2 separate regions of the Sus scrofa genome follow, and region 1 is linked to region 2. Evidence: chromatin contacts called from public targeted proximity ligation data. All regions are on one chromosome and are shown on one strand. The core of a region is the stretch at or near the end of the contact, and the rest is flanking DNA. Distances in the headings are between cores, read along the strand shown. Region 1 overlaps ATL2 (atlastin-2). Region 2 has its middle 68 kb from the start of HNRNPLL.

Evidence for each region.
Region 1: a contact with region 2 is called in a targeted proximity ligation map of skeletal muscle. A contact is called at or near these places in 1 of 47 Hi-C or Micro-C datasets (embryonic fibroblasts) and 1 of 2 datasets of targeted methods (skeletal muscle).

What each region holds. Positions count from the first base shown.
Region 1 is chr3:101,981,476-101,985,494 of Sscrofa11.1, forward strand. The region is part of intron 1 of ATL2 (atlastin-2); the gene reads left to right. Among named protein-coding and RNA genes, the nearest start is that of ATL2, 26 kb to the left of the region's middle.
Region 2 is chr3:101,818,956-101,822,852 of Sscrofa11.1, forward strand. It overlaps the pseudogene LOC110260126. Among named protein-coding and RNA genes, the nearest start is that of HNRNPLL, 68 kb to the left of the region's middle.

The DNA.
Region 1 (4,019 bases), core at 321-2,820, 160 kb after region 2:
TTTGTTAACTTTTTTCTTTTTTTCTTTCATTTTTCAACGATAGTTTCACTGAATAGATAAGTCTGAGTTGACGTTCTTTTTTTCTTTAAGCACTCTAAAGATACAATTTTATTGTCTTCTGGCTCCCATTGTTTTTGTTGAGAGGTCATCGTTTTGAGTTACTCCCTCTACCACACCACTTCTTTAAGGATTTTTACCTTTACCTTTGGTTTTTAGCAGTCTGACTGATGTGATTTTCTTTGTGTTTACGCTACTTGAAGTTTGCTGAGCTTCCTGGATCTCTAAGTCTTTGTCACCAAATTTAGTAATAATATTTTGACTGTTATATATCCTTAAGTATTTTTTTCAACTCCATTCTCATTTTGTTCTTCTTCTGGACTCTTTTTTTTTTTTTTCGTCTTTTTGCCTTATTGATTATTGTGAATCAATAATTTTTGTTTTTTGGGGGGTTTTTTGTCTTTTTTTTTTTTGGTAGGGCCACACCCAAGGCATATGGAGGTTCCCAGGCTCGGGGTCAAATCGGAGCTGCAGCCGCTGGCCTGTGCCAGAGCCACAGCAATGTGGAATCTGAGCCACGTCTGGGACCTACACCACAGCTCATGGCAACACCAGATCCTTAACCCACTGAGCAAGGCCAGGGATTGAAGCCACAATCTCATGGTTCCTAGTCGGATTCGTTAACCACTGTGCCACGACAGAACTCCTGGACTCTTAACTACATGTTGGACATAGCTCTATAGGTCCCTGAGGCTCTGTTAGTTAGGTTGTTTTCCTTTCCTCCCTTCCATTTTTCTCTGAATTCTTTGAATTAGAGAACACTTTGGCCTGATTTCAAGTTCACTGACCCTTTGTTCTGCTATCCGAAGTCTGCTATTAAGTCCATCAAGAGAATATTTTAATTATTGTACTTTCCAGTTCTAGAATATTGGTTTGTTTTTTAATCGTCTATTTATTGGCTGAGGGTCCCTAACTGTTCACTTATTAAGACCTATTTTCCTTTAAATCTTTGAACATATTTATAATACCTTAGAAGCTTTTATCTGTGAAGTCAAACATCTGGGCTATTGCAAGATTGGTTTCTATCAACTGCTTTTTTTTTTTCCTTGACTGTGGGCTACATTTTCTTCTGGGCATTTCTGAATTTCTGATCATGTACTTTATTGTACACTATGTGTTGTGAAGATTCTGGATTCTCTTATCTAGTTTTTGTTGTGGTTTGCAGTTCAGTTACTAATTTCTCTTGACCTTTTATAGATTTGGCCGTATACTTTTTTAGTGTGGATCTGTCAAAAGCTTACAGGAAACCCTTCTAACCTGGCGGGACTAAATTTCCAAACTGTCTCCCTTCTTTTCAAGTCCTAGTATTAGGCTTTGTTTGGGTGAATCTTTAGTAGTCCTTGCTCTAGAACATGGTCTTTGATTCTAAGATGTGGCCTTTCTGGTGTTTTAGCTTGATGTCTGAGGTGTTCATTTTTCCACCATGGCTGAGCAAGAATGCCATGTTATCCGATATCTGGTATCTCTTCCCCTTGCAACCTGTAGTGGCTGCTTTCTGGTCTACCTGTGAAGCTTGTCACTTGGCGAGGGACTTCTGGGCTGTATCTCTGCATAGCTCCTTTTTCTGTGTCCTGCTGCACAGCTCTCAACTGCCTTGGTAGTCCTGAACTCAGATAATTTGCTTTGATTCCCCATGTTGTGTGTAGGAAATTGTTCCTAGGCAGAGAGTGACAGTGGATGGGAAGTATGGGTGGGTGTGTTTGTGTTTGACCTTTTCTCAAGCAGTATTCTCTTCTGCTTGTTGTCCAATGTTTGAAAAAAGGTGCCTCAATATTTTGTTGAGCTTTATAGTTTGTGGGAGAGGGCCAGCCTGGTAGCAGTTTCTCTAATGACTGGAAGAGGAAGCCTCAAAAGTTGCTGTTTCTCCCCCTACCCCACCCCAGGTGTGCCTGTGTTTTTAAAAATAAAGCAAAACAGAATTGAGAAAGATTTGTATAATTTTGTGATCTGTCCTTTTCCCCACTTATTTTTTTTACTGATTTTCAAAATATCTTTAATTTTTAAAATCTGTGTATATGTGTTTTTTAAGCTATATGTCAGTGTATAGTTAAAATATTAAGCCAGTTTCCTGTTTTAAGACATTCAGCATTAATTTTCACTACCATAAATAATGCTATGATAAACCAACTTGTGTATCTTTGTTAGTATCTTTTTTTTCTTAATAAATTTCTACAAATAGCTTTACCATGGTACAACCTCTTTAAGGCTTTTAAAAATATGTGCTGGAATAAACAAATACTTAAATACTGTTTTCATTTGGTTATGGAGTATAAATGTTGAGGTCTGGGAGTTCCCATCATGGTGCAGCGGAAACGAATCCAACTAGGGACCATGAGGATGCAGGTTCCATACCTGACCTCGCTCAGTGGGTTAAGGATCCGGTGTTGCCGTAAGCTGTGGTGTAGATTGCAGATGCAGCTCCGATCTGACGGTGCTGTGGCTCTGGTGTAGACAGGCGGCTACAGCTCCAATTCGACCCCCAGCCTGGGAACCTCCAAATGCCACAGGTGCGGCCCTAAAAAGACAAAAAAAAAAAAAAAAAAAAAAAAAATTGAGGTCCAAGTACCATATACCAAAATATCACTTTGCTTTGTTGAATCACTAATTTTTGTAAATAGACTGAGTGCACTGAGTCCAGGCGTCTTTCCATAAAAATTTGTTAAAAGTTTTTATTTGGAATGTGAATAATACCTTAAAATATACTTTCATTGCTTCTGAACCTGGTTCTCTTTCTAAAAGTTTAGTTTTGGGTTGATATAATCTAATGCTAATAATATTTTATTGTAATGCAGCTTTGTAGCACTGTTTTATTTTATTTTATTTTTTTGTCTTTTTGCCATTTCTTGGGCCGCTGCCACGGCATATGGGGGTTCCCAGGCTAGGGGTTGAATTGGAGCTGTAGCCGCCGGCCTACGCCACAGCCACAGCCACTCGGGATCCAAGCCGCGTCTGCGACCTGCACCACAGCTCACAGCAACGCAGGATCCTTAACCCACTGAGCAAGGCGAGGGATTGAACCCACAACCTCATGGTTCCTGATCAGATTCGTTAACCGCTGAGCCATGACGGGATCTCCAAGCACTTTTTTTTATTGTTATAGCTTATAATTAAGCTTGAAGTTTGCAGACATACCTCAGTCAGTCCTAGAGTGTAAATTTTCCTGTTGGAATGTGTGCTGAATACTATGAATTTGGTAAGTTTAAGATAAAGTATAATCATACTTTAATCAGAGAGCAATAGAAAAGTACAGTTTTTTTTAATAGACTTATTTTTTACAGCAGTTTTGGGTTCACAGCAAAATTGAATAGAAAGTACTGAGTTCCCATATACCCCCCCATCCTTCCATCCTTTCAATATCCTACACCAGAGTGGTATTTTGTTACAACTGATGAACTTTAATTGGTACATTATCATCACCCAAAGTCCATAGTTTACATCATAGTTCACTTTGGGGGTTGTATATTCTATAGGTTTTGACAAATATAGAATGATAATGTCTCTGCCATTTATAGCAACATATGATGAGACTAGCCTCATGGCCCTAAAAATTATCTGTGCTCCACCTAGTCATCCTTATTCCCTAATCCTGGCAGCTACTGGTCTTTATTTACTAAGATGGTATCTTGTTGTAGGCCTTGTGACAGACAGGTTAAGTATAGTTAGTGTTAAGGTATGGAGAAATATTTGAGGAACTGTTGATTGTTTGTAAGTGTCTTTCAGTCACCTTTGACCCTGAAAGATTCAGGCTGGGGAAAGCTGACTTGGAACAGTGAATTAGGAAAGCCTTTTGGGGGCTGGAATCTGCTTTCTCAGCAATTTCTTGGCCTTGAAGAGTGGAAATAAAATCACTGTTCTCTATAGAGGATTTAACTTAAATTTAAAAATCTTAGGTAATACTAAATTTAAAAAGACTTCCATTTGTAGGTGATCACTGAATATTAATATTTATAGGTATTCTAGTG
Region 2 (3,897 bases), core at 901-3,400:
TCCAAAGATGCTCAAAAATACAAGTGTAGCCTGATCCTGTCTCCCATCACGTCAGCATTGTCAGTCAGGCAGTATGTCTTGCTAACAGCCAGCAGTGGTGCTGAATTTCAGAAGCTCACAGCTGAATGAGAACCTTATTATTTGCCCGGTTTCTGTCTTCTGTCTCAAAGGGCTCTTAATGTAAGGAATATTAGGCAGGTGTGTGTGTGTGTGTGTGTGTGTGTGTGTGTGTGTGTGTGTGTGTGTCTTAAATGAATAATTTAAAATGTTAACACAGTTCCAAAATGCCTTGAGGGGAAAAATTTGGTTAAACTTTCAGTGTGAAAGTGTCATTGGCACTGTATAAAGCACACATGCCATCCAGAAGTATTGGGCATATATCCTAAAATCTCCAAGTGTCTGGAGAAGTGTTTTCCTTCTTAAAATGGATTATATCCTGCTCTGAGTACAGGAATCTGACTAATTAAGAGAAATCTTCTTCCCTGACTGCATTAATTCAGCCTTGGGTAGGTCACGATGGATAACAGAGCAGCCTTTGGATTCTCACTGGGAGGGAGCCAGGGGCTGAACACAATGTTCTTTCCATAGAGAGAGAACATATCTCTTGAGAGGTGGAAATACTTTTCCAGCACAGAAACTGCTGCTCCAAAATTTTCGTTACTGGTTTAATATTCAGTTCCAATTTCTGTGTCAAAAGCTGGTGTGGAAAAAATTCTTGTGTTATGGGAAATCTCTGGACTGATGAATACAACAAATTGTGCACTGAGACAATATTAAATAAACGTTAAGCCCTAAAATTACTGTGTAATATTCAAGTATTTACAAATGAAATGATAGGACATTTGGGATTTGCAGCTGACTAGGGGGAAAGGATGTGGGGTATAGATGAAACAGAACAGACCATGTGTTGATATTATTGAAACTAGGTGATAGGTCCATGGGGGTTTATTATACTATTTTCTCTATTGAAAATTTCCATAAAAAAATTAACAAACCCTCCCCCAAGGTATGACTTTCTCTTGTTTGAATGAAAGATGTTTTTAAAAATAAATAATTTGTCAGAGTTCCCATTGTGGCTCAGTGGTTAATGAATCCGACTATGAACCAAGATGTTGCAGGTTTGATCCCTGGCCTTTCTCAGTGGGTTAAGGATCCGGCATTGCCATGAGCTGTGGTGTAGGTCGCAGATGCAGCTCGGATCCCACGTTGCTGTGGCTGTGGTGTAGGCTTGGCAGCTACAGCTCTGATTAGACCCCTAGCCTGGGAACCTCCATATGCTGCAGGTGCGGCCCTAGAAAAGGCAAAAAGACAAAAATAAATAGTTTGTAGAAGTTGCATACTAAAATATAATACATAGCTAACATTATTAGTGCTTACTCTGTGCTTGACATATAACTATGTCACATATTTATGTATTTATACATATAATTATGTATTTTATATAATGTATAGATGTAAATATGTATTTTATATGTATATATGATTTAATCTGTACATATATTACATACATTTAATTCAATTTAATTCCTGTCAACAACCCTATGATGTAAGCTCTATGTAAATTATTGGCATTTGCCGATGAGGCAACAAGGTGAGATGGAGGTTAAATAATGTGCCCAAGGTCGTTAAGCAAATTAGAACCCACGCTCCTTAAACAACACAGCTGCTGTTACCTGTATTCAAGCTGATCTGTACTTTGTGGCCAACAACTTCCCTTATCAGTTTATCGTTTATTTTTAAATTGATTTGGTGGGTGGTGGGTGGGGTGAAAAAATACTGTTACAAGACTGTTCAACAACTCTGTTGAAGCCGCCTATCCCCTGTGGCCCCAGGCGCTGGGCGCTTGGGACAGCTCTGGGTATGCGGTCGCGCGGGTTGGCTCAGGAGGCCAGTTACCCCGGATCCTCCACTCAGACCCCCACCCGGAGCGGCGCGCCAGCCGCCGCGTCGCGCCACCTGGTGGCCATAAGTCCCCGCAAAGCTGCCTCCGCCGAGTGGGGTGCAGGGCCCTTCGAGGGCGGTTGGATCCCACGAGTCTGAGGGTCCGCACAGCCTTCCTGCGAGGACCAAGAAGGGTGTCCAAGTCCTGCAGTTACAAACCGAAGGCAGATGGGCCATCCTTTAACTCTTGTCCGAGCGGAGTAGGCCTCCAGGGGGCGATCTGGGCCCGGGCCAGGGACACTGAGTGAACGCTCCCTCCAGGGATCCTCCTTCCCAGCCGAAGCCAGGGTTCCCCTCAGAATCTCTTCCACCTTCAAGAAGTGGAAATTCAATTAAGAGGGGGTGATTTTGCCTAAGAACTCTTAAAATGAGCTCTTAAAATTTACAAGTACTTAAAATTAATGTGTATATATATGAATATGTACATGCATATTTCTTTGTACTCTCACTTCTTTCCAGGAGGGGTATTAAAGCTGGACTTATATAATTTTTCCCCCCTCACAACAGCCAGCTAGGCTTGTGAAAAGCATGTGTGATGACCTCCAGAGCTGTAACCTATGAAGTAAGCAATGCTGACCAGAGCGTGTGGAAGGGCATCTGGCCGCAGTCTTTCAGACCTCCTGCACAAGTTCTGGGACGCCTCACTTGGCCGACCAGCCCTCCCCCTTGGTGCTGGAGGAAAGTGGCACAACTGGAGAGGCAGAAAAGTATTTTGAGGCCCTGGCAGAGGGCAGGGGTTCAGTCCCCATCAGAGCAGGTGTGTAAGTACCCATTCTCCCTGTCCCATTAGCCTGCCAAGAAGATCAGTGAGACCTGCAGAACTTTCTACCCACACAAAAGAGAATTGCTGGCTGCCTGGACCTGAAGGCAACTCTCTGTGGCACATGGTCCCTTTCCTATGGTCTGTACTGCCATGAAGCTAAGCATGTCCTGAAGGAAGCTCTTTCCTGGGCTCTCTGAAGCTTGCAGGCCATAAGCCATATGCTGCTTGGCACCTCCTGTTATACAAAGCAGGTGCTGCAGAGGGAGAGCAGCCCCTCCAAGGTGGCCCCTCATCCAGACCTGCCTAGAGGTACTGCAGGGAAGGCCCAAGTCTTTGGGGGCCTTTCCTAGCTCAAGACTAGGCAGGTCATCTAGTTTACTTCGTGAACATTGTGTTGTTGTGCTTAAGGGCATCCCTCTTCATGAAAAGGCAGGGTCCTATCTGAAGGGTGAGGTCATTCATTACATCATGCCATTAAGGAAGAGGAATATTTCTCAAATCTGATTCTGAGATCTGAGCAGGGACTACTTGGGTGGGCTGCAGAGCTGGTGATCTCACTTTGCATAGAGATTGAGGGGGCCAAATTCCAGTGAGGCAACCTCTGGGGGCAGGGCTGGAGGATGGTGTAGAAATGAGGGACCCAAGAGGGATTAGTGAAGACTTGTTTCAGCCCCTTTGGGCAAGTGTTTAGGTCTCTCCGATACTGAGTGAATTGGATTAGAGCCTCTGAATTCGGGACAAATTAGCTATGGTGTAGCTGACCCCCATGCTGGCAGTGCCACTTGGTCTTAGCATAGCCAAGAGAAAACTAACAGACAAGGGGAGGCATGGTGTCCATTGTTAGACCAGAGCTGTGACAAACAGCTGTAGCCCCTGGGTACCAGGGCAGTGTTGACTTGGTAATTGAAGTGAGAGCACCCAGAGGTTAGCGATAGAGTCAGGGCTCCTCAGTCATCTCTTCCTCTTTGACTTCATCTGATGCTAGACCTTGCCAAATCAAGGTTTAATTTTACTTAGGGAAATATTTTTTCCTTGTAATCCATGGTTTCAATATGAATCAATCAAGAAACTGGTTAAAAAGGGAAATGCCAGGTTTGCTTTCATTAATAGAAGCCCAGCACCAGGGCCAAGGGCTGTAATCATGTCACTGTAGTACTCTTACTCTCTGGTGGTTGTCAGCTATTACTCTGTTG